Regions from separate parts of the Mus musculus genome. Here regions 1, 2, 3 and 5 are each linked to region 4. A link is a contact called in public ChIA-PET, HiChIP or PLAC-seq and promoter capture Hi-C data. All regions are on one chromosome and are shown on one strand. Each heading gives the region's core, a stretch centred on a gene start, on an enhancer-like site or on the middle of the called end of the contact. The rest is flanking DNA. Distances are from core to core; before and after follow the strand shown.

Region 1 (4,114 bases), core at 1,342-3,841, 640 kb before region 4:
AGATGGAGCTCCAGGCAAAACCATGGTCAACGTCACTGGATCCACTGCACCTGAGAAAAGGTGAGTATTCCCTGGCCCCCAGGATCAGGCTTGCTGACTGTTGATGTAACCTCACAGAAGAAGACCTTCCCTGATACCATCCACACCTCCCAGCTGGCTGTATGCAATTCTACCTTAATTGCATGAGGCATGAAGTTCCCGATGGTATATAAGCTGAGGAAGACTGAAAGACGTCCCGTCGAGGTGACTCTGGAAAGTCATCACCTAAGCTTGGCAAAGACTTGGCAGTGTCCCTGCTTCAAGATCAGCCACTATTCTGCCAGTAAGCCTCAGCTGTGCTCTGTGAGAAAGCCCAATAAACTCATTTGTTCACCAGAGTGAATGTGGTTGGAACTGTGCCGTGATTGCCTTTGGGGACTTATGAAGTGGGAAGAGATGTTTATATTCCTCAGAGAAGAACTGTTCTCAACAGTGGCAAATCTAGGGATGTCCAGTACAGGACTGGACTTCTGGTCACCTTACCCCATGGCATGCTGTTTAGAAAGAAGCATTTGTTAGGGTGTTTGTGGAGGACCAAGTGAAGGATGGAGTTCTTGGAGAGTCCCAAGTTGATTCTCAAGCATTTTAGTGGCATCTGAAGTTGCCTGTCTCTCTTTTCACCCATTTCTGGTGCCTGTTGAGCTTAGCAGATGCTCCTTCTGCAGCCCTTCCCATGGCCTGGTTATGCAGATTGGCAGGAAAGAAGAAAGGCCCAGACAAGGGCATAAAGACAGCACTCCCTGGCTGTGCTGCTGGCCAGGTGCCTAGGTCACCTGAAATACAATAAGGCTCATGGCTCTCAGACCTTGCTGATGCTGCTGGAAGCTGAAAATACCCAGGGCACTGGCCTGATGCCTGGGTGGCTCCTCTGGGCCAGGAGTAGCTATGATGTCTCCACAGGGTTCTTGGTACTTCAGCCCAGGCCTCTGTGGGGGAAGGGCAGGGCCACACCTCTCACCTTTCCAACAGGTTGAGTATTTTAAACAGACCAGGCTTTTTTGTCCTTTATCCTAATACTTGTCCAGGGGGAGGCAAAACTACTTTACAATGTTTACTCAACTGAGAGCATCAGGCAGAAAGATACTTCGAGAGTTGAAGTTGCCAAGTTGACAGGATCCAGAATCCCCTCCAGACAAATATCTGGGCGTGTCAGTGAGGGAGATTCTAGTTTAGGTTAACTAAGCTGGAGAATCCCACTGCAGCTGTGGATGCTATTCATGGGGCTAGGGTTCTGGACTACATAACAAACAGAGATCTAGTTGAACCCCAGCATCTGTCTGCCTCTGCTTCCACACAGCAGACACAGTGTGGCCAGCCACTTCACACTCCTGCTTGTATGCCTTTGCCACGATGCACTGTATCCCAACTGTAAGTCAAAATAGACCTTCTTCTATTTCTTCTCCTTCCTTTTTCTTTTTTTTCTTTTGAGACAGGGTCTCACTAGGTAGCCCTGGCAGGCAGGTCTGGAATTAATTCACAATATAGACCAAGCTGCTCCCAGACTCACAGAGGTGTGAGCCACCATGCCTCCTAGCTTTAAGTTGCTTCTGACCAGGTGTTAGGTCTCAGCAATGAGAAAAGTAATTTGCATATGTCTTTACAGGAAGTGAGCACAGACATTCTGAAACCACAGCAAAGCCTTTCTTGGTCTGCATGCACATCCCTAGATCGAGGGGGGTGGGGGGACCAGGATAAATTGTGATTGTCTATACCTAAGGCTTAGTGCCTTAGAGCCTAGGGCACAATTGGTTTTCCCCCAAACTGCTAGGAGGCAGCTGAGGTCTCTACTGAGAGAAGGGCACTGATGGAGGGGTGTAGTGCCTCTCTCCATGCCCACTGCTGGGTGATGGTAGGCAATGTCTCTTACCCCCTCCTCACTGGACACTGGCCCAGGAGGTGGGCTTTCCTGCTCCTCCAAAGCCTGTAGGTACTTACCTCTTTTCCCTAGAAAGTGTCTCCCAGCAGGATGTGCTGGCATGTGTCTTTAATGTCAGTACTTAGGAGGCAGAGGCAGGTGGATCTCTGTGAGTTCAAGATCAGCCTGGTCTAGATAGTATGTTCTGGCAAGGGCTACATAGACCGGTTTCAAGGGGGAAAAAAAAAAGAAAAAAGAAAATATGAAAATGTCTTCTAGCCTAGGTCCACGGTACTGATCTGAAAACCCTGGCCTGAGAGTCAGGTTAGGTCTCAGAGTTTGAATGACATTTCTGACATCTTCTTAGCTGGGTGATTATTTATTTATTTATTTACCAAGGTATTGGGCCTCAGCTTTCCCATTTGTAAAACGGGGGCATGCCAATATCTTCCCCGCAGGGCTCCTATGACTATTCGGTTGGATTAGCTAAAGCATGGCGGCACTTAGTGTACTGCACTCAGAAAGTGGCTTCTGTCCTAACAACTGTGCTTTATGGACTAGCGTAAAACATAAATTCATCAGTGAGTAGGCTGGATGGAGCAAATGGAAGAAGGAGATGGAGTTCCCATGGTGTTGTTTGCTGCCTCTGCCAACCACTCTGGTGACATGTGATATGTGATGAGCAAGGCCCTTGACGTGACATGCCTCTTGTTTCTCGTCCTTTGGTTTTCCCCAGTGCATGCTGGGGGCCGGCCCACATCCTGAACATTCTGTGAAGCTCGGTTGGTTAAGAAACCTCACTGCCCAGCTGCAAAGCACCTTCGCTTTCCGCCTGTCTGGCCCCTTCAGCTGCCTACGGCCAAATGCAAAGGAGCCTTGCTAGAGAGCAGCAGCAGCTGCTGCCTTCTTGCCGGTCTGCCTGTGCCTCTCCACTCCCCCCGCCCCCACCCTGTGGTTTGCATTCTAGAAGCATCTGCCTCACACCAGGTCTTTATTGCCTTCTGTTCTCACAGCCATCTTGAGAAAGCTTAGGAAACTAAGGCTTCCAGGGGGGTTGGCATTTGTTTTGTTTGCATTCAGAGACAAGGGCTCACTATGTAGCCCAGGCTGGCCTTGAACTTGCAACCCTCCTGCCTCAGCCTCCCCTGAGCTGGGAACCCAGGTGTATACCATGCCCAAATATTTCTGTCTTTTTGCTTTCTAGATGTCATATATGAGCAGCTTCTGTCATGATGTCTCACCACAGACCCCCAAGGCAGCAGAGGCAAGCAGCCATGGACCTAAACCTCCCAGACTGTGAGCCCAAATAATCCTTTCTTCTTTTTCTGTTGATTATCATAGGCCTTCTGTCACAGCAGTGGAAAGTTGGTAGTCTGAGGTCTTTCGTAGGCCCCAGCACTGCATAAACCATACACGCTGGTGCATGCCTGCAATCCTAGCACTCTGGAGCCAGAAACAAGAGGACCAGGAATTCAAGGTTATCTTTTGCTGCATAGTGAGTTGTGAATTTAGGCTAGCCTGAGCTATATTACTGTTTTAAAACAAAAGCAAACAGGTGACTGGAGAGATGGCTCAGCAGTTAAGAGCACTGACTACTCTTCCAAAGGTCCTGAGTTCAATTTCCAGCAACCACATGGTGGCTTATAGCCATCTGTAATGGGATTTGGTGCCTTCTTTTGGTGTCTGAAGACAGCCACAGTGTACCCATAGAAATAAAATAAATACACCTTAAAAAAAAAAACCCACTGTTCTCATTTTTAAAAAGTGAAAAAAAAAAAACAACAGAAATCAAACTAACACATCTGCATCTCCCCCCACCTCAACCCCCCAATGTGTATTGCTGTTTTGTCTGCACATAAGTGTGCACCATGTGCATGCAGTTTCCACAGAAGCCAGAAGAGGGCATCAGACCACCTGGACTTACAGACAGTAGTGAGAGCTACAAGGATTGAACCCTTGTCCTCTGGAAAAACAGTCAGCTCTGTTAACCACTGAGCCATCTTTCTAACCCAGGTTCTGCATCCTTGAAAAGATTTACAATGGAAGATGCTACTCTGATGGTAGGGATGAGGGACTAGTAGGCGCATAGTCATCCCTTTTTAAGGGCAGATGGCCAACTTCATCATTTGTTTTTCTGAGTGCCCCCAACTTCTGGGCTATTCCTTGTAATTTCTTATCTATTTGGCTCTCACTCATTCAGGGAGTGGGGGATGGGGACAG
Region 2 (4,104 bases), core at 57-2,556, 790 kb before region 4:
ATGAGGCAGTCTTGTAAGTCAACAATTTAAACACACTCAGTGTTACAGTGTGCAACAATAAAAAGAAGTTATCGATTTTTTGAGAAGCCAGGCTTCACACAAAGGGGAGATTTCCGTGTATTAAATTCGGTCCTTAAGAATTTTGGGTTATAGCCGGGCGTGGTGACACGCCTTTAATCCCAGCCCTCGGGCGGCAGAAGCAGGTGGATTTCTGAGTTCAAGGCCAGGCTGGTCTACAGAGTGAGTTCCAGGACAGCCAGGGCTATACAGAGAAACCCTGCCTCGAAAAAAAAAAAAGTTCCCGGAACTTAATCACAGGTTGGTGAGTCGAAGTCAACTAGAGTTTAAAGATAACATAGGTTATGTTATCACGGACTAATTTGCAAGATGATCCTTTCAAGGAGCTGAAACCTGCCACTAACACCAACAGAGGTGGTTTGCTTTTCTGGTTGAAACCACCTTAGGCAGGCCTGAAATTCTGTGTCCAAAGCTGGCCTCAAACTCAATGCTCCTCCCTCGGCCTCCCAAGTGCTGGAATTACAGGCATGAGCCACCAGGCCTAGCAAAGTTGGCTGTTTACAACTGCAAACTCAACATTAGGGGTGGATTCCCTTACAGATAAAGTAAACTGCCTGAAGGTCAGGAGAGTGTCTTAGTTTGTAACTTTTATTCCTGCATACACATTGTGTATGGCAAATTAAGTGTCTAATAAATATTTGAGGTGGAAACACAATCAACTCTGTAACTGGCACCCATCACAGCCATGAACACACAAAAAAAAGGTTAAGAAATGCTTTTTTAGGATGTTCATCTCCGTTATCATTACTACATAGTGAACACAGATAAAGTTCTCTCGCTGTAATTTGGGTGGTGGTCGATAGAAATCCTCCCCATGGAGAGAAGCTGCACTAAACTAAGTTTCTAGGAGATAAGAAAACTAAGCCTTCCCTGTCCGTAGGCATGCCTATCAACATTGGTCTTCCAAAATAACCCCTTTCACCGCAAAGGAAATCCACTTCCGGCCTGGTCAGAAAGTAAGAAAAATTTGTTTGGAAGTGGCTTCCTCTGAGAAATAGCTGTAGAGTCTCCGTTCTAGAATATCTTCCAGTAGTAGTAACCTTGATCTCCTTTCCCCTACCTCTTTAGGATTCATCTTTAGTTCTTCCTAGGAACTGAGTGGGGCATTTGGTGACGTATAACAGTCCGTTACACGATCCTCTGGCTAAGACTACAAGCCCCATATACATTTCGCCGCCGCTCCGCTAACGCCCCTTAGACATCCCAGCATGCAATGCGCCTAACGGGCCGTAAGGATTTTTCTGTGCCTTCTAAATCGAGCAGAGCATCTTGGGACATGTAGTCTTTACAGCTAATTTCCCTAGGTCCTTCGCGTTGCAGTTTTGAGTCCCGCCTATTCTCTGCTCCCCTAAACCTTTACACATGTCTTGGTTTATTTGAAGACCAGGAAGTTCTCTCTCGAGGTCGGCTGCGGAAAGACGGTGGCTCGGTTGGGACAGTCGCCAGGGATGGCGGAACGTGAGGATGGAGCGAGTGTCTGGGCTGCTTTCCTGGACGCTGAGCAGGGTCCTATGGCTCTCAGGCTTTTCTGAGCACGGAGCTGCCTGGCAGCCCCGGATCATGGAAGAGAAAGCGCTAGAAGTTTATGGTAATTTACCCAGGGCACTATTTGACGGTGTTTGAGAGGCGGCATTGGAGAGGGGGTGGAGGAGGGCCTCACCCTTGGGCTGGAGTGGACCCTTGGGGTTTTTACCAGACTTAGAGGGAAGCATGTTCTTCCGGGTCCTAAGTCACACAGCAATGTCGGGCTATTTCTAAACCTGGAGCGAAATTGAGCCAGGAACTCATAAACGCTTTGTTACCCTGGACTGCCTACAGCTCTAGGGACAGTGTCAAGGGATGTGGGCAGAATGAGCCTACAGTGATCAAGAAGCAAAGCATGCCGAAGATTTCACTACTCAAGAGTCTTTCCTTCTTTAGTTCCTGGACTTGCGTTCCTCCCGCCATAACTGAGGTCACTGTTTGGTAATGGCCGAGTTGGGGACTGGCCCAAGGTCATAGCAACTCTCTTGTGTGACAGAATCAATAGGAAGTGAAGAGGTAGGGATAGATATCTCAGCGAGAGGCTTTAAATTTACAATTTTCTTACACAGTTAAGTGTGTTCGTGTATTCACTCAGAGACTCTCCACTTTGAGGGACTGTCTTCATTGTACAGATGGGGAGTGGGTTGTTTAACAAGTACCCAGAGGGTCATATTGTCAGTAAGAAACAGAAAAAACCAAACTTGTGATTGAAAATGTAATGCTTGTTCGTGTTTCTCTCTCTCTCTCTCTCTCTCTCTCTCCTCCCCCACCTCCCTCCCTCCCTCTTTCCTTCTCCACTCTTGACCCTACCTCCCCAGCCCCTCTCTTCCCTCCGTTGACCATTTGTAGTATTATTTATCAGGATTGGGGAGAAAATCCAGAGTCTCATACAAATTAGGTGTGTTCCACCACTAGCCCTATTTTTTTGAAAACAAAAAGGCCAAGATGTAGCACTAAGAGAGATGCTCCTACAGATACAGTTTAGGTGGAATTATAGGCCAGGAAGAAGGATTCCAAAGATGGAATGGCCCGGGAGCTAATCAGGTTCCCTTATCTCTTGGTAGAGAGGCAAGGCTGACTTAACCCCAGGCAGAAGATAATTGCTACTGTACTATCTCCACAAAACATTCCCATCCTACCATACCTCTGCATATAGCGTCTGGAAACTTCCGGGGACCAGAAATACAACTCTTCAAGAGAGATGATTCTAGTCCTCAAGTTTGCATTGAATGACACCCACTTATGCAAAAATACAAAATGCAGTCAGAGGTCATGAGCTTAAGTAGGAGGTATGGAGACGCAGAGGAAAGAGAAATTGACTAGAAACATCTGTGATGATGTTAGACAGTTACTTGGGTAGGTCTTGAAGAGTAGTTTGGATATGTCAGAGGTCGCATACGCTGAAGAAACTAGAGTAAAATATGGAGATGAGAAGACAGAATTGGCTATCCAGAAGGAGGCACCTGATGGTGACTGCAGGTGGAGGTGTGGTAGGCTGTTTCTTTAGACTGTAGACTGGAATTGAATACTGAAGTTTCAAATCACTTTTATTACATTTAGTTACTTTGTGCATGTTTGCACATACACATGCAAGTCATAGTGCAAATATGGAAGTCAGAGGACAACTTGCTGGCGTTAGATTTCTCCTTCCAGCAAGTGGCTCCTGGGGATGGAAACCCAGGAGGTTAGGCTTATTTGGTGGCAGGCCCCTTTTCCCACTGAATCATCTCGCAACCACCACCACCACCCATTGAAACTTTTAAATATAAATGAATCATCTTTTTAAGTATTAAAAAAGAGGTTTGTTTGTTTGTTTGTTTTTAATTTTAAGTCTGTGTGTGTCCATGGAGGCCAGAAGTGTTGGGTCTCCCTGAAGCTGGAGTTACAGGAGGTTGTGTATTGCCAGTTGTGGGTGCTGAGAACTGATTTTAAGTCCTCTGGAAGAGCAGACCTTCATGTCAATACAGAGCAACAAAAACTTAGTTGTGGGTGAGAGGAAATTAGGAGAGTAATGTGAGAACAAGCTTGATATCTTTTTAAAAAAATCAAACTTCTCAAATCACTAGAAAGCTAGAGGTGTTCAGTAAGGGGTAAGAGGTGAGGTTTAATTTCAGGATTTAGTAGTGTTCAAAGACTATAATACAGCTTTTACAAATGAAGCTTAGAAGGAGAAGCCGAGGAGAGGAGGGGGGAAACCCTGCTTTTCCAATCCGGTAATAACCTGCTACATGAAGGGGAAGTTTATCCTCTTTCCTATCTGCATTTTCTTTTTCTTTTCTTTTTTTTTAGTTTTTTGAGACAGAGTTTTTTGGTTTTTCGAGACAGTGTTTCTCTTTGTAGCCCTGGCTGTCCTGGAACTCACTCTGTAGACCAGGCTGGCCTTGAACTCAGAAATCTGCCTGCCTCTGCCTCTCGAGTGCTAGGATTAAAGGCGTGCGCCACCATGCCCAGCTCCTATCTGCATTTTCAAATGTCCTATTTTATTGGTAAGGCCAGAAGACA
Region 3 (4,338 bases), core at 428-2,927, 860 kb before region 4:
TTTGAAACCTCATATCCTACCAAGTGATGAGCTTCCTCCAACAAGGCCCCACCTTCTAAGCCTGCCCAAACAGCAGCACAACTGGAGATCAAGCATTCAAATGCCCGAGCCTATAGGGTAAATATCACTGGAATCAGCACAGTGTAAGACTCCAAACGCCAAAGTGTGTGCACTATAGAATGGAGCAACACCAAGTGTGTGTTACAACCGAAAACAGCCCATGGAAGCACCTGCAGCTATGAAAAAGAAAAGGCAGTCAGCCACAGACCTTTGTATATGTTATTTTCCACTTCTATGTTAATGTGAAGCCACCCCAACCAATACCTGCTGAGCACCGAGCCCTGGAGACAGGCTAGGGGAGCTATGTAAAGACTATGTGCAGCAAGGGCTCATTCTCCTAAAACAAAGTGCGAAGAAAAGAAATTTAACACCAGGAGCCGGTAGGATAACTCAGGTTCAGTAAAGTTGCCTGCTGCCTCTGAGCCAAAGGACATGGGTTCAACCCTCAGAGTCCCTGTGATGTAAGGAGAGAATAAACTCCCTCCACATGCAGGTAACTACGTGTCTACCCACTCACATGCAATGAGACATTGTAAAAAGGAAAAGATAAATACCAAAGTATCCAACAGAATGCATCCTTTCATAGGCGCACACAGCAGTTAAGCACAGGATTCCAAGACAAAGATGAGTAGTAAATTAGTAAAAACTAAAAATGGAAGCAGTGTGTGTGTGTGTGTGTGTGTGTGTGTGTAATGCATGCACATTATGTGTAGAGCTCTTATCATTCTGGGCCTTCATTTTGAGACAGGATCTCTACCTCAATCAAAGAACTAGTCTGGAAGCAAGCAAGGCTACCAGACCCGCCTATGTCCAGCACCACTACAGCACTAGGATTAGAGTCATAAAGTATGGCCATGATCTGCTTTTAGAGCTGGGTCCAAATTCAGGTCCTCATGATTGTGGAGCAAGAACCTTAACACTGAGCCATCTCTTCACCCCTCGACTCCACCCCTTTTTTGTTCTCGGGCATAGGTGTTACTATATTATGCTTAATAGCCAGAAACTAACTACATAGAAGCCGCCTTAAACTCACAGAAATCTTTCTGCTTCTTCCTCCAAGGTGCTGGGATTAAAGAGACGTGCAACCATGACTGGTCGTGTTCGTTTTAAGACAAGGTCTCACTCTAGTCCAAAAAGAACTAGTAGTCACTCTGTAGCCCAGGCTGGCCTTGAACTTTTTACCATCCTACTTCACCCTGCCCAGTGCTGGGATGACGGGTGTGAGCCACTACGCCCGGTCCCCAAGCAAGGCATTATAGAAGATATAGAAGGCTATGCTGTAACGCTCAACCGCTAAATTCAACCCCTAGTACTAAGGTTAAGTGTGTCCAGTCTTCTGAAGACCACCTCCAAATTTGGCAGCGACTGGTCTTTGCACGCCGTGACAAAAGTCTGAAAGTTGGATGGGCAGGTGGGGTCGCAAGGCACGCTGGGGTGCGTAGTCTCTCTTTCTGATACCAATCCCAACGCTGCCTTTGCGCACCGCCTTGACATACCCAATCAGAGGGCTGTAACGTGGCAGCCACCCGCAGCCCCGCCCCCGGCAGCGCCTACCACTCGGCGTCGCTGCGCAGGGAGAACGTGGCGCGCTCCTGGCGCTACGAGACCGCCCGCGGCCCCGGGTCCACCCCACGCCTGGGCGGCCACGCGCACGCTGCGCGTCCACACCCTTTTCCGGTCCGGGCTGCCCGACCGCTCTTGCTGCTGCCGGTGGATGCTGCGCCTCTCGGAGCGCAATATGAAGGTGCTCTTCGCCGCCGCCCTCATCGTGGGCTCCGTCGTCTTCCTTTTGCTGCCCGGACCCTCCGTGGCCAACGATAAGAAGAAGGGACCTAAAGTCACAGTCAAGGTCTGGGCTCCCCTCACCAGCGAGGCCTGCCTTCCGCCGCCTTAGGTCCGGCTCAAGCCGGAGCGGGTCTGGCCCAGTAGTTCCGACCTGAGCGTCCTTGTTCTTGTTCAGTTCTTCCTTGGGTCGACTTTGATCTCTTGAAGCCAGGCTCGCCCTATCTACTCAGACTAGAGAATAACCCAGACTCCCCCAGCCCCCCGCCCTGACCCAGGATGCCCAGCTTCGGCCAGCACGGACATCCTTAGGACGGTCCCTTTGCACATCCCCTGCATTGCTGGGAAATGGTGATGGATCAGAATTGCCGAATCTTTTACTATGGTCTCTCCAGTTTAGTGTGTTTTGTAGCACACACAGTAAATATAGTTAAACTTGCAAGCACAGTGTATCTCCCTGTGTATGTCCCCCTTTTAATGTATGTTTCTATAATCTGGAATCATTTAAAGAGCACAGATTGCTATTCTATAGTCTTGAGAACGAAAACTTTTAAAAAATGTTACATTATTTACTTAGTAGGGAGAGGGACTCGGGTACCACAGTGCAACCGTAGAGGTCAGAGGACAGTTTGCAGGAGTCCATTCACGTTGGTCTCTGGTCTTCAGGCTTGGCCGCAACCGAATTTTCCTCTAAGCCATAAGGCAGTCTGTAATCCTTTCTTGGGGTGGACCCAAGTGCTGTGGCATATATTACTCCCAGCTACTTGAGGGAGACTACAATTTAGCAAGATTAATTACTGGGGTTATTAGCTCAGTGGTGGACGGCTTATCTGCAGTGGCCCACCATTTCGTACTCCCTAGTACTGGGGTTGGAGACTACTAGAGCTTTCATAAGTGTACAGATGGTTGTAGCCACCATCTAGGTGCTGAGAACAGAAGCTCTAGGGTCTGGGAAAGCAGCAGATGCTCTTAACAGCTGCTGTTTCTCCAGCCTGTTTGTTGGATTTGTACAAAGGTTTTGCCCTACTCAGCCACAGCTTTAGGCTTTGTTCTCACTCATGGGGTAACTCCTCAGGCCCTCCTCTACCAAGGCCCCTGTGAAGGCTAAGCTTGGACTTGTTCACTTTCCTTAGGTATACTTTGATTTACAAATTGGAGATGAATCTGTAGGACGAGTCGTCTTTGGACTCTTTGGAAAGACTGTTCCAAAAACAGTGGATAATTTTGTAGCCTTAGCTACAGGAGAGGTAAGTGGCTAACCCCACACAGTAGGGATGGGAGCAGCTGGGGCTTCAGAGTGTGGCCCGTGTGTAGTGGTAGACAGACTTCATTAGCTGGCTTCCCTGAGGATGAGATATTTTTGTATATTAAGTGGGAATAAAGGGGTCCAGTCTTTAATTCTGGAGAAGGCCCTGGAACTGCGGTGACTTACTCAGAGCCTCAGTTGCCCAGTTTGGCACTTCCCAGAGATTGGACTGGTTCTTCCAACCCCTGCTGCTTCCTACAGCTAGTCATAATAGAATAATAATCCACAGTGCTAAATCTGGCAGCCTCACAGTTGTCTCTGCCAAATGGTGTGGCGGCTACTGAAGTGTTAACGTGGTTTTATGTTAGAGAGAACATAGACAAACATGGTACTGTGTGGCTGCAATGTTTAGAGAGTAAACTTTAACATCTGATTTTTTTTTTTTTTTTTGAGTTTTTATTTGAATGTTCTTAGACCATGTGATATGACAAGTTTTGGAATAAGAGCTTTTGGGGGGGGGAGGGGGAAGTAGTGAGTTGGTTAACACTGGTCGTCCTGGAACTTGCTCTTAGATCAGGCTAGCCTAGATTCCTAATTGCTGGGATTAAAGGCTTGTGCCGCTACATACATAGCTGAGTTAGCAGTTTTTAAAAAAGAATAAAAGGGTCCAAGGAACTTGATCCAAGAATATGACAAGGAATTTTTTTTTTAAGATTTATTTATTTATTATATGTAAGTACACTGTAGCTGTCTTCAAACACTCCAGATCTCGTTAGGGATGGTTGTGAACCACCATGTGGTTGCTGGGATTTGAACTCCGGACCTTCGGAAGAGCAGTCAGGTGCTCTTATCCACTGAGCCACCTCACCAGCCCATGACAAGGAATTTTTAAGGAAACATATATTCTGTTTAATTAATTCTGTATTTTAACTTGTCTGTTTTATTTTGTTTTTCCTGAGACAGTTTTATGCTGCCCCTGGCTGACCTTGAACCTGATTGTAGCCAGGGGTGACCTTGAGCCTCTGATTATGCCTCCCTCTACCTCCTGAGTGCTGGGATAACAGGCACACACCACCACACTCAACTTATACCGTGCTAAGGGTAGAACCCAGGACTGTGTTCCTGCTAGGACAAACACTGCTGGCTGAGATATATCCCCAGACCTCTTAAGAGAACACAGAGGGAAAATGGCATTTCATGGCCTGGGTTACATTATTCAAGAACAGTAGAGAGATCTGCTTCCCCCACCT
Region 4 (4,328 bases), core at 1,158-3,657:
TGTGAGCCACCTGCTATGGGTGCTGGGATCTAACCTTGGGTCCCCAAGAAGAACAGCAGGTACTTTTAGCTGCTGAGCCGTCTCTCTTGCCCCAGACTTACTCAGTTGTGAAAGTTGAAGCAGGAGGAAAGTTCTGAGAAGTTTGCACGTGGAACAGACACTGTCCCCCACCCTTAACTTCTTAGGAACTGTCCTTTCCAAGCTGAGCTGCAGCATGCAGTCAACACTGAAGAAGAGTCCTTTGGGGCTTGGAAACTGATACCAGAAATGAATGTCCTTTAGCAGCTGTACCAGCTTGCACCAAGTCTCTTACAAATACACTTTCGAGAAGGGAGATGACATTTAAAATCTGCTTCCTCAGAAAAGTCCCACTCAAGACTAACTGCCAAGAACTCGCAACTCAAACTTCCTTCAGCCCAGATATCACAACACCCAAATTTCCATTCAGTCTGTAGGAAAAAAAAAAATCAGAATAAACCATGGAGACTCTTTACCAATACTTACACTGGAAAGTGCTCGATACCTACTTTTAAAATGTCACCTATTTTCAAATGCCACAAATATTTAAACACGGATTTTGTTTTGTTTTTAATTCAAGGTTTTTTTCCTGCATAAATGTATGTACACCATGTAAATGTCTAGTCCCCACGGAGGCCAGAAGAGGGTGTTGTATTCCATTAGAATTACAGGCAGTATGAGGTGCCAAGTGAGTGCTATGAACCAAACCTGGGTCCTCTGTAAGAGCAGCAAATCCTCCTAACCACCATAGCAACTTTCCAGCCCCTTTGACATACTTATTGTCAACACACTAGTTCCCCATTACTTGTGGATCACCTGGAAAGCCATTTGAAAAATGCTTTAAATAAGCTAGTATTAGAGGCCAGACAACCAAAAAGCTGATGAGTGAGTGGGCCACTGGACTGCAGCTATTTAACAAAGGAAATAATGTTAAGGTCATCCTACTGAAGGTTTAAAAGCAGTTTTGATGTGTTCTTCAGTTTACAACTTAAAGATCCTGTTTACCTGCACACAATGTCTTTTACTGAAGATACAAGAGCAGCTCCCAGTGAAGAGTGAGAAATTTTTTTCTTGAGTCAATTAGAAGTAATTGGGAAATATACAGTATGTTATGATTCACCTACAAAGTAATTAGAATCAAAGGAAACTACACAGGGAGGCAGGCGGAATGTACAGTCAATCACTTGGCTTGGATGTTACCAACTACACGAGCTCAAGAATTTACAAAGTTGAGAAACTTACTGCTGCTTCCCAAGACACGGAATAAGGCGGTGAACAATAAATTTCTTCTAACCACATCATCTCCCAAAGTCCCCAGCCCCTTTAATTCCTATAAACACTCAAAAGATTTTTAACACCCCGTAGACATTACTCCATCATTAGTCACTTTTTAAATCTCGATTCAAAGATGTCAAGAGAAAATGGAAACCAGCGTTCCCAGTTACTAGGGAAAGTCCTGAGCCCCGCGTTTTCCATTTCCTCTCTGATCTCTCAACCCCTGCACTGCATCCCCTGCTTCCCCTTCTCCTTTCTAGTTAACACTCAGCTCGCCTTCACTTTCTCCACCAAGTAGCCTCAAGTCGCCCTCGGGTCCTCCTGAGTCCTTCTCCCACCTACAATCTTCTGCATTTTCTCTTGGCATCTCTGTTCACACCTTTAGAGTCAATGTCGTTTTATCGCTTGCCTCCTGATCATTCAGTCAGTCATTCCCCTCAATTCCCTGTTGACCGCCTCCTAGTCTCACTTCTCTTGTCCCTGGTGTCCTCTGCCCCTTTACTTCATTTGAAGCCCCTCTTTGAGTCCTCAAACCTTCATTTCCCTCTTCACATTTCCTTCCTCTTTCCTGTCTTTCTAACCCACGTTCGTATTCACTCTCCCTCCCCTCCTTCTCTTTCCGTACGATTTCCTGTGTTCCCCCGACTCCGTCCCTCTGGGACGCCGCTGCCGCCGCCGCCCCGGAGCCCCCTCGTGTCCCCAACACCCCTGGTTTCCGATTGCTCCGGTTCCCTTTCGTCCGTCCGCAGTTCCGCATCCCCATCCGTCCCTTTCAGCCTCTCCGGCTCTCACTGCCCTCTCCGCGGCCCTTCGGGGTCCCCTTCTCCGGTCGCCAAGCCCTCGCGTGCCCTCTCCCAGGCCCCCAGGCACCCGCCCCCCTCGTCTCAGCTCCCGTCCCGGGCCGCGGCCGCTCCCTCACCGATGGTGGAGATAAAGGTGGTGTTGAAGGCGTCCTCTGAGAAGCGGAACAGGAGGCAGGTCTTGCCAACGCCGGAGTCGCCGATGAGCAGCAGCTTGAACAGATAATCGTACGTCTTCGCCATCTTCTCACTCCGGCCCTCTCTGACCGCCAAGAGCAAGGAGGCGGTGGAAAGCAGCGCGGAGGGGGGGCCTCTGGCGAGGGGGCGTGTCTGCCAAGCCACCCGCGCCCCGCCCCGCCTCTCGCCCCACCCTCTTGAGGCGACAGGCTCGCTCCTCCCCGTCCCAGCCAATCTGCCCGCGCCTTGTCATCACCCTCCGCCCCGCGAGGCTTTATGGGATTTGTAGTACTCTGGGAGAGCCGCGGGCGTGCCTCGCCCAAACTGTCCGAACAACCTCCCTGGATAACAAATCTGAGTGATGTAGGGTGGTGTGTTAAGACTTTCCATCCTTACAGGGAAAAGACGCTTCGTTTCAAACTCCTCTTCTTTTGCCAAGGGAACTTGACTTTGTTGTTTCTTTGTTTATGGGCATCTTTCAAATCCAAGACCTCGGAATCTAAGTCCTGCAGTTCGCTCATCTACTTGCCTGAACCCGGAGCTCGGCAAGCTTTCTTTGGAGATGCAAAGGTTCACGAAGTCTGTGAATTAGCTGCAGAGTATTACCCAGCCTCTCCCGTTCCCGCCCATTTCCTAGGCCCCCTTCCACAGCCCTTCAATTATAGAGCTCAAGGAGTGATGTTAGCGGGCTAATTTCATTCCCACTTGTGCCTTCTGAACTACAGGCCACAGCCAAATGCGATGATCATTTTAGAGGCTCTGCTTCATAGATACCGCCTCGCGCACCGCGGGAGGATGAATTCTTGAGAAAGAAAGAAAGAAAGAGAGAGAGAGAGAGAGAGAGAGGGAGGGAGGGAGGGAGGGAGGGAGGGAGGGAGGGAGGGAGAGAGAGAGAGAGAGAGAGAGAGAGAGAGAGAGAGAGAGAGAGAAAGAAAGAAAGAAAGAGAGGAGAGGGGAGAGAGGGGAGAGAGGGAGAAGAGAAGAGAAGAGAAGAGAAGATAAGATAAGAGAAGAGAAGAGAAGAGAAGAGAAGAGAAGAGAAGAGAAGAGAAGAAAGATGTGGGAAGGCTTGTGCTACGAACAGCTTATAAAATAGCGCCACCTGAGACAGGTGACGGGAACTTTGGCCATAGAAGATGTAGAGATTTAGATTTGGATTTAGTCTTTGCTAAGCCACTTCACAGCTGTGTGAAGTCTCACAGGCTTGACACGTCTCAGTTTTCTCATCTGTAAAGACGAATGAAAAACAAACTACTTCATAGGTTGTAGTGAAAATTAAATACTGAGTGTGAAAGCACTTTGAAACTTGGTAAGGTGCTGTGAAGTGTAGGTGTTAGTTGCGTTTAAATTTATCACTCCTCAGGAGGCTTTCAATTAATGGGTGGCAAAAGGAAGGGAGGAAATAGCACTTTGATGTATTCAATTCAAGCCTTCATTATTTATTACCCTAGACTAATTCTTTATTGTTCAGTGCTCTTTTATCTGCAAGTGGCAGAAACCCAGCCAGATCAAGCCCCTGTGAGACAAGGGTTTACTATCCAGATCATGAGGAAGGAGTGGCTAAGGGGGACCAGGAGCTTTATCTTGTCAGAAGTCTCTGTCTCATCTCTGCTTCTTTTTCAGTTTTAATTTAAAATATGTTAAATACCAACTGTCCTAACATACACACACACCAACAAAAATTCTTTTGGATGCCTCCATTTTTAAGAGTATTAAAGGGGCCCTGCCTGACAACAAACTATCTAAAACCCTCTAGGACAAAACTTACCTTAGAGACAAGGAAATACCTTCTAGCAGAGGTTGTTACAGGAAGCAGTGGAGTTAATCATTAGAATAATAATAAAAAAACTGGACAGTTAATTGAACACATTGACAAATTCTTCTAAGATTCAACAATGCCTGTGACTTCATGTACAATATCAGCAATGTTGCATGTCTGGTCCTATTGTAGCAGAAAATTTAGTTGTTCCTAATATTGACCATCACTTCCAGTGTAGAGAGAAGATGAAAGGTATCATTAGCTCATACTTATTGATCACACAATGCCCAGAGGGCAGC
Region 5 (4,543 bases), core at 700-3,199, 760 kb before region 4:
GTGGTTTCTTCCCGTGCCATTACCTACATGCTCAACCTAACATGCTTTTACGTGCTCAACCTAGCATGCCTTTAGTAATTAGGTTTGGGATAGCATGCAATCTATGGAGATCAAAATGGACAAGATGTTGTTTTGCTCTTGTTGAAAGTGAACCTTAATCATAGTTACGACATGGTCAGGGAAAATGACAAGAAAGAATTGAACTGAGGTGGCAGGGTTCAGAGTAGAGTGGCTTTAAGAGAGTGGACTCCAGGAATGCAGGAGCATAATGAAATTTGTGTTTTGTATCAGCAAGGCTAGGATGGTTTGTCACACAGCAACAGACTTAAAAATGGGGGAGGAGGTATCTGGGGCTGGTTGGAGGATGAGGGACCTCGCTACTGTGGTGGCCACTGTGTGTGTGTGTGTCCTTCCCTCTGTCCACTGACTTCAGAAGCCATCAGATGGTAGCTACTTCTCTCTAGCATGCTATTCTGAGGAGAACCCCAGAACCTGCACAAACCTGAAAGTCACACGCAAGTGAAGGTCTGGGATCTTCCCTGAGACTGTTCAAGACACAATGAGAGAGTTGGGCGGTACTCAGTGGCATTTTCAGGGTTCCTGGTGTTGAAAAGGCTGAGGGGTAGTGTGCTCCTTGGGCACATTTCACATGTCACCCTCCGCCAGTGCTACTCAGGACTTCACTGGAAGCTACCAGAAGGGTTGTTGTTCCCACTTTCTGGTGGCTGACCACACATGGATGATAGGGCAGGACTTTGGACTACACCCATGACTCAGAATCTTACATCCTTAGCTCTAGGGAGGATCCCTAAGGGGGGATCTGTGCTACTTTTCTTGTTGCTGTGAGAAAGTACTCAAGGGGTGGGGGAGGCAACTCAAGAACGGGCTCACAGTTAGAAGGTATAGGGTATAGTCCATCATGGCAGCAGGAGCGTGGCGCAGCTGGGTACATTGTGCCCAGCCTCAGGAAGGGGGGGGAGGGGAAGGGGAGGGGGAGGGAGAGAGAAATATGAGGTGAATCCTGGTTCTCTGTTCACAGAGAGCCCTCTAAACTGCACAGATCTGAAAGGTCACACGCAAAGGTCTGGGATCTTCCCGGAGGCTGTCCCAGATATTGCAGCAATGGTCAGAGAAGAGCAGCCCTCACTAGCCAGTTTCTCCTCACCGATTTTTTTTTTTTAATTCCTGGACCCCAGCCCGTGGACCATTGCTGTGCACATCTAGGGCTGGTCTCACTAAAGCTCTGGAAACACAATCTAGAAATTCCTATAGGCATACCCAGAGGTTTATCTCCTGATTGTAAATCCAGTCACATTGACAGTGTTAGCTGTCACAGTGACTTAGGGCTGGAGGCTCTAGGTGGCCATCCTTAAAATGTCTCTGGTCTTGAATGGAGACCATTGAACTTCAGTTTTGTTTCCAGCCACCAACGCTACCACTGATATTTTCTCCTTCTGATAATTTGCAAAAGGAAGGGAGAATCAACTCCCAAGTCCTTCATTAAGACAGGCTTAATGGTGATACACGGACTACACTCAAGAATGGTGCCAGGGTTGGCGTGGTAATAGGCAAATATGGGCAGTCTTCAAGCTGGGCCGGGAATGAGTGGGGCACATGAGAGCTTCCTACCCTTGTGTGGAGCGAGGTCCCCAGAGAATCTGATCAGTCAGGGTGTGCGTGGGTGGGGACGAAGGGCAGAGAAATTCTGTTTTCTGGCAATTGTGCTGGGTTGTGAAGTGCGTTGATCATTAGCTTACTCAAGTTGATTCGTTCCAGGTGGCACAGCATGTGAGAGACAGGGCGGGAAGGGACGAGCATCCAAGTCCTCACCTCGGGGCGGTCCCGCGGGGGTTCCAGCAGGGGGCGCCCCGAGCTCCGGGCCGAGTGTCCGGGCGCGCCTCCAGCCGGCGCCTGGGACCGGGCTGGCCGCTCCGCCCCCTCTGCTCCTCGGCGGCTCTGCGGGCGGACGCCGGGCGCAGGGAGCAGAGCAGAGCGGAGCGCCGCGCACCCCGCCGCGCCCCGGTGCACGTCCAGCTCTCCGCACATGCAGCGCAGCCTTTCGCCGTGAGTAGCGCCCGGGCCGCGGGATTCGACGGCAGCAGTGGCTGGGGTGGTCGGGCATTGCCTGTCTAGGATATAGCCGTTCTGTGGTTTGTGCGCTGGGACGGCACCCGGAGGCCAGTCTGCAGGCTACTACTACCTCGGGGTGCCTCCTAAGCTTGACACTCTGGTCCCAGAGACGGGATGGGGATTGACGGACAGAGGCCTGACATCTGGGCAGGAGAATGGAAACAACCATGCATCAAGTTTGGCCCCCTCAAAAGTCCCCAATAGGAGAGAAACAAGCCCAGCCTCTGTGGGCTCACACCTCCTCCTCCCCGCCTCAGCCCGGGAGGTTGCTTCCTGTGAAATGAACCTCCAGTGTGGCCTAACAGCTGCGGGCAGGTGGAGGGACACTCCCTGGTTCCCTGTCATCTAAAGGTAGCTGGGGGCAGCTCTTTTGGTTTCTGACACTAGTTCCCAACTAACTGGCTTGGCATCCTAGGGGAATTTTGTTGACTAAAAGTGGCTGGTACCTTGACTGCTTCAGAGTTGGGTTCAAAGCCCTCCCTGTCTCCACCTGCCCGCCGGTTAAGTTTTTGGCATCTAAAGTCATGGTATTGATAGACCAGTAGCTGTCTTTGGAGGCTTGACTGAAGTGTCAGGAATGGGTGGGTATCTGTTGCCCCGGGACAACAAACTACCTGCTGGAGGGAATAAACCAGCCAACCCTGACAGCTTCTCTAGAGCCTTCTATTCTGTTAGATGTGGGGGGCAAACAGTCCGGCTGCCCAAAGAAGCTGAACCTTTTATTAAAAGACTGAGTTTTTCTCATGTCAACTCAGGGAGGTGGCTGACCTTCTGAGCCCCAACATCCTTATCAGGGATCATCCAAAGGGGTTCTGTGATGCTAGAGTCTCCTCCCTTCTGCTGGCACTGCTGGCAGTTTCCCCAGACCTGAGTCTGAGGATTCTTCATGTGTGTGTGTATGTGCGCACGTGTTCCAAACCACTGCCTGTCCCTGCCAAACTTGGGCACCTTCTCCTTGGAACTGTTCTCCCAGAAGCCACTGGCTTTCCAGTCCTGAGCCATCCATGGAGGAGTTGTGTGGGTATCAAGAGAAGCCCTGGGAAGTTTGATGGCCTAGCTGTGCCATGGTGGAAAGGTCCCTTTCCCTCTCTGGACCTCAGATTTCTCCTTTTGTCTAACAAGTGACTTAGACCCGATCCCAGTGGGTTCAGACTTTTGTTTCAATGTTAAGTTTTTACCCCAAACCCCAGTCCACAGCAAGGATACCGTGGGATGGGAGTGCTCTGTATCACTTCCTCAGCCTGCTGACTTCTGAGGAAGAGAGTAAACTGGAAAGGTAACTGGGAGGTCCCTTTCTGTGGGGTCCCAGGAGGTCTATGTTACCTCCTAGAGTGTTGCTTGCCATTAAGGCCATGGGTAGGAAGGAGAATTCCCAGGGCCCCCTTGGGAGGATTGTTCACATCCAGATGGGTGTCATCTTTGCAAGGTAGCCTGAGTCTCGGGTCAAAAGGCATAGTCATGTGCCTTGCCTCTGATATGTGGTTTTCAGCTTCTCAAAATTGGTGGTTATAACTCTACCTTCGAGTTACTGCACTTGACTCTGAGAATTTATCAATTGAAATGAGAATTGCTCTTGTGGAGGTGTGATGGGAGGGTGATGAGCTGCCACGGGTGTTTCATTTCGTATGGAGTATCTGAGCTGTAGCCATGAGCAAGAAGCCTGGGCCCTAACTGGAAATTACCATCTTATATTACCTTATAGTACCTGCTTATGTTAGCTACTCCCTAGGGGACAGAGGTGAGAATATTACACCCTTTGCCTTAGTGAGGCTCCAAAAGCATTTCACATATGTCATCTTACTTATAAGAAAGATCTTTCTTAGGGTGTTGGAGAGATGACCCAGTGGTTAAGAGCACTGGCTGCTCTTCCAGAGGACCTGGGTTCAGTGTTCAGCACCAACATGGTGGCTCATGATCATCTGTAACTTCAGTTCAGAGGATCTGATGCCCTCTTCTGGCCTCTTTGGGCACCGCAGACATGTGGTGCATAGACAAACATGCAGGCAAAACAACCATACACCTACAGAGAAATAATTCTACAAAAACAGTCTAAAAAAGAAAGTAGATATTAGTTTACTCCATGCCTCTCACCCCAGGATCTCATATATCCAAGGCTGGCCTTGCACTCATTATGTAGACGAGGGTGACTTTGAACTTCTGGTCCCCCTGCCTCTACCTCTGGAGTGCTGAGATTATAGCTGTGAGCCACCATTCCTGGTTTATGGAGTGCTGAGGATCGAAGCCAAGGCTGCTTTGTGTCTGTTAGGCAAGCATTCTACAGACTGAGCTGAATCCCCAACACTGTTAATTCTCCATTTCGTTTTCTTCTTGGAGATAGGGTCTTACCCTATGGCCCACACTGGCCTGAAACTCAAGGCACACCTTGAGTGCTGGGATTACAGGTGTGTGCCAA

The links. Promoter capture Hi-C pulls out the DNA fragments that hold promoters and counts their contacts. ChIA-PET counts read pairs in DNA pulled down with a chosen protein or histone mark. HiChIP or PLAC-seq counts read pairs in DNA pulled down with a chosen protein or histone mark.
Region 1: a contact with region 4 is called in an RNA polymerase II ChIA-PET map of memory CD8 T cells, with 105 read pairs. The contact joins the enhancer-like site here to the promoter of Rab8b in region 4. A contact is called at or near these places in 2 of 39 promoter capture datasets (embryonic stem cells and pre-B cells), 5 of 115 datasets of contacts at active chromatin or transcription factors (effector CD8 T cells, embryonic stem cells, extraembryonic endoderm stem cells and 2 more) and 2 of 9 other capture datasets (embryonic stem cells and liver).
Region 2: a contact with region 4 is called in a promoter capture Hi-C map of pre-B cells, with 12 times the contacts expected there. The contact joins the promoter of Ciao2a here to the promoter of Rab8b in region 4. A contact is called at or near these places in 16 of 39 promoter capture datasets (the 3T3-L1 cell line, 3T3-L1-derived adipocytes, the C10 cell line and 9 more), 7 of 484 Hi-C or Micro-C datasets (CD4 T cells, LSK cells, double positive thymocytes and 4 more), 11 of 115 datasets of contacts at active chromatin or transcription factors (the SCID.adh cell line, acute myeloid leukemia, astrocytes and 8 more) and 3 of 9 other capture datasets (adipose tissue, liver and macrophages).
Region 3: a contact with region 4 is called in a promoter capture Hi-C map of pre-B cells, with 6 times the contacts expected there. The contact joins the promoter of Ppib here to the promoter of Rab8b in region 4. A contact is called at or near these places in 10 of 39 promoter capture datasets (the C10 cell line, embryonic stem cells, erythroid cells and 5 more), 1 of 484 Hi-C or Micro-C datasets (pre-B cells), 3 of 115 datasets of contacts at active chromatin or transcription factors (bone marrow-derived macrophages, memory CD8 T cells and pancreatic cancer cells) and 1 of 9 other capture datasets (embryonic stem cells).
Region 5: an H3K27ac HiChIP or PLAC-seq map of acute myeloid leukemia shows a contact between it and region 4, with 4 times the contacts expected there. The contact joins the promoter of Dapk2 here to the promoter of Rab8b in region 4. A contact is called at or near these places in 3 of 39 promoter capture datasets (the C10 cell line, liver and stem cell-derived epiblast-like cells) and 2 of 115 datasets of contacts at active chromatin or transcription factors (acute myeloid leukemia and large pre-B cells).

What each region holds. Positions count from the first base shown.
Region 1 is chr9:66,278,995-66,283,108 of GRCm38.p6, forward strand. No RefSeq gene overlaps it. Among named protein-coding and RNA genes, the nearest start is that of Gm39364, 20 kb to the right of the region's middle. Within about 2 kb of position 2,592, at least 72 of the 459 cell types and tissues checked have an H3K27ac peak or open chromatin away from gene starts, as enhancers often do. A contact at or near this core is called in effector CD8 T cells, memory CD8 T cells and pro-B cells, where this site is marked.
Region 2 is chr9:66,125,305-66,129,408 of GRCm38.p6, forward strand. It overlaps Ciao2a (cytosolic iron-sulfur assembly component 2A), which reads left to right and starts at 1,307. Exons shown (of 5, transcript NM_026635.3): 1 at 1,307-1,666. The coding sequence starts at 1,543.
Region 3 is chr9:66,058,492-66,062,829 of GRCm38.p6, forward strand. It overlaps Ppib (peptidylprolyl isomerase B), which reads left to right and starts at 1,678. Exons shown (of 5, transcript NM_011149.2): 1 at 1,678-1,909; 2 at 2,976-3,089. The coding sequence starts at 1,775.
Region 4 is chr9:66,917,298-66,921,625 of GRCm38.p6, forward strand. Rab8b (RAB8B, member RAS oncogene family) reads right to left here and starts at 2,408. Exons shown (of 8, transcript NM_173413.3): 1 at 2,213-2,408. The coding sequence starts at 2,336.
Region 5 is chr9:66,156,277-66,160,819 of GRCm38.p6, forward strand. It overlaps Dapk2 (death-associated protein kinase 2), which reads left to right and starts at 1,950. Exons shown (of 12, transcript NM_010019.3): 1 at 1,950-2,064.